Linked DNA regions of Mus musculus: region 1 is linked to region 2. Evidence: chromatin contacts called from public promoter capture Hi-C data. All regions are on one chromosome and are shown on one strand. The core of a region is the stretch at or near the end of the contact, and the rest is flanking DNA. Distances in the headings are between cores, read along the strand shown. Region 1 has its middle 8.0 kb from the start of Gm22830. Region 2 holds the start of Elovl4 (elongation of very long chain fatty acids (FEN1/Elo2, SUR4/Elo3, yeast)-like 4).

Evidence for each region. Promoter capture Hi-C pulls out the DNA fragments that hold promoters and counts their contacts.
Region 1: a promoter capture Hi-C map of second pharyngeal arch cranial neural crest shows a contact between it and region 2. The contact joins the enhancer-like site here to the promoter of Elovl4 in region 2. A contact is called at or near these places in 1 of 39 promoter capture datasets (second pharyngeal arch cranial neural crest) and 1 of 115 datasets of contacts at active chromatin or transcription factors (astrocytes).

Annotation. Positions count from the first base shown.
Region 1 is chr9:85,779,080-85,781,779 of GRCm38.p6, reverse strand. No RefSeq gene overlaps it. Among named protein-coding and RNA genes, the nearest start is that of Gm22830, 8.0 kb to the right of the region's middle. Within about 2 kb of position 1,304, at least 4 of the 459 cell types and tissues checked have an H3K27ac peak or open chromatin away from gene starts, as enhancers often do. A contact at or near this core is called in second pharyngeal arch cranial neural crest, where this site is marked.
Region 2 is chr9:83,804,896-83,807,595 of GRCm38.p6, reverse strand. Elovl4 (elongation of very long chain fatty acids (FEN1/Elo2, SUR4/Elo3, yeast)-like 4) reads left to right here and starts at 1,291. Exons shown (of 6, transcript NM_148941.2): 1 at 1,291-1,657. The coding sequence starts at 1,558.

The DNA.
Region 1 (2,700 bases), core at 55-2,554, 2.0 Mb before region 2:
TTGGTGGAACTGTTTGGGGAAAGGTTAGGAGAAGGGAGAGTTCTGGGGGAGGGTGATGACACTTCCAAAGATTCTCACTGTTCCCAGCATTCCCCTCTCAGCCTCCTGCTTACTGTCCAATGTGAGCCCTGGCTGCTCCTGCAGTGATGCCTTTGCGCCACCACCATGGACTCTGACCCTCTGAAACCATAAGCCCAATCACACACTTCCTTTTCCAAGTTGCCCTGATCTTGGTGTTTTGTCACAGTGAAGAGAAGTGGGTAGGATAATGAGCTGAGTGGGAATCCGTAGCAGAGTTGAAACTGTGTGTGGATCTGGTGATCTGCCTCCTTCGTGTCACTCAGAACTCTCATAAATTGAGTCACACATCTCAGTCATGTTCTCTCCCCCACACCCAGCTCGCCCTACCATAAAACGCATCATTCACGTCTCATTTCTCAGCAAAATTATGAGACATGTTGAGTGCATTTTCACATTAATAATATTTTAGCTAACAGCACTTTCAAGAATCTACAGACCATTTACCAAGGAAACTAAATTATTTTAAATACTAGCGTCAAGATTAATGAGCCGAAAGCCTTTCTAAAGTAGTAACCTCATGTTTTACTGTGGGTAAAAACACAATTCCCCGATCTCTGAAATTCAGCATTCTGTATTAGATTCTGTCTTAATTAGCGAGAGAAAAAAACAAATAAACATTGCGCTCTGTTTTTCCATCATGGACTCTGACCACAGCTTTAATGGCCGCCATGTTTTCTCTAAAGCAACTCAAATGACTATGAAGCCCTTTCCTAATGTAAATGTATCTTTGGAACAGAATTGTTGCAAATGGGAAGTAAAATTTAAGTTCTTGTCATCAAAAATAAGGGTGGAGGTTAATCCATCTTTTGTTTTGGTTTTCTTTCTGCCCCTCTTAATAGGTGCTCTGGGTACCAAGGTATTCCCCGCTGCTGAGAGACACACATTCTGTCAGAAAGGACACAGTGTTTGTAGGCTGAAACACATAGGAAGAGGAGAGAGTTTACTGGGTGGATGTGTGCAAGAGGAAAGCTCAATAAACCAGTGTTCTTCACATTTCTCCATTCCTCCCTGGCATTGTTAGACTGGTCATACTGGCCACTGCAGGAATGGAGATGGCCTTCTTCACTTCTTTGACATTTGACATCCTAAAATTGTGTGTGTGTGTGTGTGTGTGTGTGTGTGTGCGCGCGCACATTCCCTTTCTGGAGAAGTGGTGCAGAGAGATAGCAGTTGGTGGCACACCACCTGTGTGGAATACAGCCCCAGTGTTCCTGAAGAGTGGAGTGCACACAGTCAGATGGTCTGGGTTATCCCTACCCACCATCAAGTCTCAACCATATTTTTCTGTGTGATTATAACCAGATGTTCTCAATTCCCGAGGCTCCAAATACAGTTAACCTTTCTTTCCTAAACTGTTCTAAATTCCTGACCTTTCTCTTAACTTAAAAAAGTGGAATAATACAGACTCTGTAGTTATCCATATTCTGATTTTTCCTCACAGTTTTGCAGTGCCCCTTTCAAACATCCTTTCTTTCTCTGTGCTTTTTAATCTTATAATGTTGCTTTTTAATAGCAACCCGCCAAAGCTTTCTGTGTGTCACTTAAAAGAAATATTACAAGACGAACTGTCTCCTTTAGTCCAAGAGCTATGGGATTATTTGCATGTGTAATCCGTCCTTGTCTTCTGCCAGCACTGGCTTTTCAGCTCCAATCCTCCTGATGTAGCAAAGGAATGAGTTATATGTTACTGATAGAACACTAAGCCCACGATCTTCCCAGGCTCCGGCAGCCCTAATGGGAACCAAAGGAAATTCAAATTATGCATTCTCTCATGAATTTATTTCTCTTTCCTGTCTCCCCTCTCCTATATTGCTAACTTTCTTACCTTTTTTAAAATTCAATTTCCTGTCTGTCGTGTAACAACCCTAAAGCTGCCTTTGAACCATTCTCAGAACCAGTCAGCATTTATTGATAGAGATGTAAAGTATTGATGTGTTGCCTTGTAAGATGGTTAGGTTTATCATTAAAGGCTTATTTATAGTAATAAACCACCAATTTCAGAGATGAACTGGAGTGCCTTGCCTAGTTATTTGTGTTTATACAGTGCCATCTAGTGACAGATACATTTAAAAACCCCGTGTCGTTGGGTCAGATTTAGAATCGCCAGGTATTAATAACAAGTCTTTGGAATCCCAAGGATTTTGTCTATTTGACTGGTTTGGTTTGGTTGGTTTGGTCATTTGTTTTTGTGGAGATTGGTTTTCACTTTTCTCTCCCATCCTGGAGTTTCTTGTTGATGTCAGGAGTTTGAAAATCTAATTTGTTTTTTGGAGCACAGAAAAGGCTACAGTCTATTTTATTATTTAGAGGGATTATTGCGTTTAAACTTTGGACTTTTTTATACTCTTTTACCCCTGCCTGTCACAATAAAATAAAAAAAACATACTTTGCTGCTGAGATTAGGTGTTATGCCAGGAAGCGTTCGTGAACCCCAAAAGACCACCAAGGAGATGTTTCCAATGCAATAATAAATAGCATTAGGGTCTCTTTATTACAAGCTCTGGCTTGGGATCTTCTACAACCCAACTCTGACAGGGCAGGATTGGGAGGGAAGGCGAAGCAGCCTTGAACCCTCAGCAGAACAAGGTTTTATAGGAAATGGAAGTAAGTAAGGGGGCG
Region 2 (2,700 bases), core at 42-2,541:
AAGACTCCAAGACAATACAGAGGTAGCAACCAATACCATAAGCAAAGGGAAACCTAACTCATACTCACATTAACAAAGGAAATGAAATTTGACTAGAATTCTTTGTAGTTACTAGATTCGTAACTAGGAATTGAGGTGTAAGAAATTCTTTAATTTGAGAAACTTCATTCTGGCAAGCAGATTTGACAAATTAATAAATCATATCATTTGGTTGATTTCAGAATAAAGCATGTAAAGAAGGCTGTGGGGGTCTGAGTTATATAGCAAATCAGTTACCTTTAATTAGCCTTCCTCGCCGAAGCTCTCTCTACTTAAACAACTCCCACTATGCTCTGAAGTGATGTGCGTTATAATTTTGTCACCATAAATATTTATGACTTGCTATTTATAGCACAGAGTTAGGGCTCAGGTAGTACTCATGTTAACAACGTTGAGCATTTGACTCAGTGACCTCTAAAATAAGCATTCTAAATCAGTCAAGTGGAGAAAAAAAGCCGAAACAAAAGTGGATGGCACATCTGAATAAAACGCATATGAACTTGTTATTGGACCATTCACTGAAATCTTGCTTTATGTCAGAAACTATAAAAATGGCATAGTGTGATTTTGTTGCTGCAGTTATTGTTGTTGCTATTTATTCATAGAGACTGCTTTCTTCTCACAAGTCAACTGCTCTTTTTCTCCTCAGCATCACCCTTTCAGATTGACCTGAATCTCATGTGGTGCAAGTGGACTCTTTTAGCCTATTCTTATGGCTCCATCCTCTCTGAACTACCAATAGCCTAATTTGGTACAATTATATTGCTTTGATCGGCCAGTGTCGCTGTTTTCAATACTCACAAGGATTTAACTACATGCTAATAATATTTACGGGGTGACCACAGACTACTCTCCTTTGCCGCTGCTTAAGACAAATGGCATTCCTTTACAGTGAAACCACCCGCATTTCCTTGTCTGGGTGACAAGCACGTGCCACAGGCGAAGACAGCAAAAGCACATGTGATGGAGGTGAATGATAGGCAAGAACCAGAAATGCATCGCGTACTTCATCTTTGCCCACAAACTCCCACTTTTTCCCGTCCGGTTTCCCACGTTGCATCCGGCAGAACAGAGGTAACCGTGGGCAGGAAGGCAGGGGAGGAGGACTGGGTACGAGGTGTCCCCCTGCGGCGTTCCTGTGGCCCAGGTGGTGGCCCGGGGCTGGCCTTAGCGCGCCTGCGCAAGCCGGCCACCACTCGCGACCGCAGCATCCCCGCGCCCGGGGCGAGAGGAGGCGCCGCCCCGCCCCGCGCGGCCACGTGATGCGGGCGAGGGGATTGGAGCTGCGGCAGCGCGCGGCGACAGAGAGGAGCAGCGCTGGGCGCTCGTGGCTGGTCCTCCTCCTCCTCCGCCCTCCGGCTTCTTGTCTCTGCTGTTCGCCGCTGCTCTCCGCCTGCATCCCCAGTCGCGGCGCCTGGAGGAGGAGGAGACGCCGCTGCCAGCAGGGTTCCCGCCGCAGTCGCCCACGGTCCATCGGAGCCTCTCTTCTCGCCGCTGCTCGTACCTCTCCTCGCCAAGATGGGGCTGCTGGACTCAGAGCCCGGCAGCGTCCTGAACGCGATGTCCACGGCATTCAACGACACCGTGGAGTTCTATCGCTGGACCTGGACCATTGCAGGTACAGGCGAGGGGCCTCACCCATCTCCTCTGGGTGTTCCTTGGGCTGCCCACGGCTCAGACGCCAGTCCCCGGCTTCAGCGCTAGGCAAGGCCCTGCGCCCCCTACCCAGCGCCTTGAGGCTGTTGGGGGCGCTCGGGTCCCCGCAGATGCGGCGCCGCGGACCTCGCGGTTGTGCACTGGTTAATCAGATGAGACTCTCAAGGCGTACTCCCCCCCACCCCCCATCCCCTCAACACTCCCATCTCTTCAGCTCCGCGAATGCAGGAGCTGACTTAACCAGATGCTACCAGTGCAGCCAAGGAACCACCCTGCCCTGACGCCCGCATTTCCCGAGCTCGCCTATTATCTTATGCACTGGTACTCCTTATAGAGCGATAGGCCTGGAGGCGGACGAGGGCTGCGACTATACCTGTCTCTCCGCTACTTCAGCTTCCTTGAAGACTTTGACAAACCACTCATTATCTTCTTCCATTTAGCTAACCTCTTTGTAGTATAATTTCGACTGAAAAGTAAAATAACATTATTTAGCTTCTTGAAGAACGTTAGTTTTTTTGTGGTTTCCCAGTAGCAAATCTGTTAGGCTACCCTCTGCGAGAGCTTTGCGCAGTGCAGTGCCGTCAGGGGGAGGGGAAAGAAGGCAGGCTTTGGGCTGGGGGTCTCCGCAGCAGCACCTAGAGGATGGCTCAGAAGCCTGCATAAGCATAAGTACAGTGTACTGAAATTAGCGAACTTTCCCTTCAGCTGTTGAGTTTGCAGAGCAGGGCTGTCATTGAGTGACTTAGTTTTCCTAGCAGAAGTAATTGTAACATAAATGTTCACGTTTTAACATTTCTTCACTTGCTTTGTTGCTTTAAAAAGTTTCCGAGACCTTAAACGTTAAGTTTAAAGGATCCCAGGGAATAGTTTGGGGCTTTAAATTTGTGTTGTGTGTTTGCAGTGTGACCCTGTATTCTAGCAACGGAGGATGTTAGCAATATAGGTTATGATGGCTGTCTTCTTTAGAAGTGAAAAGTTTCTTCTTTAGTTTTTTGTGTTCTGTTG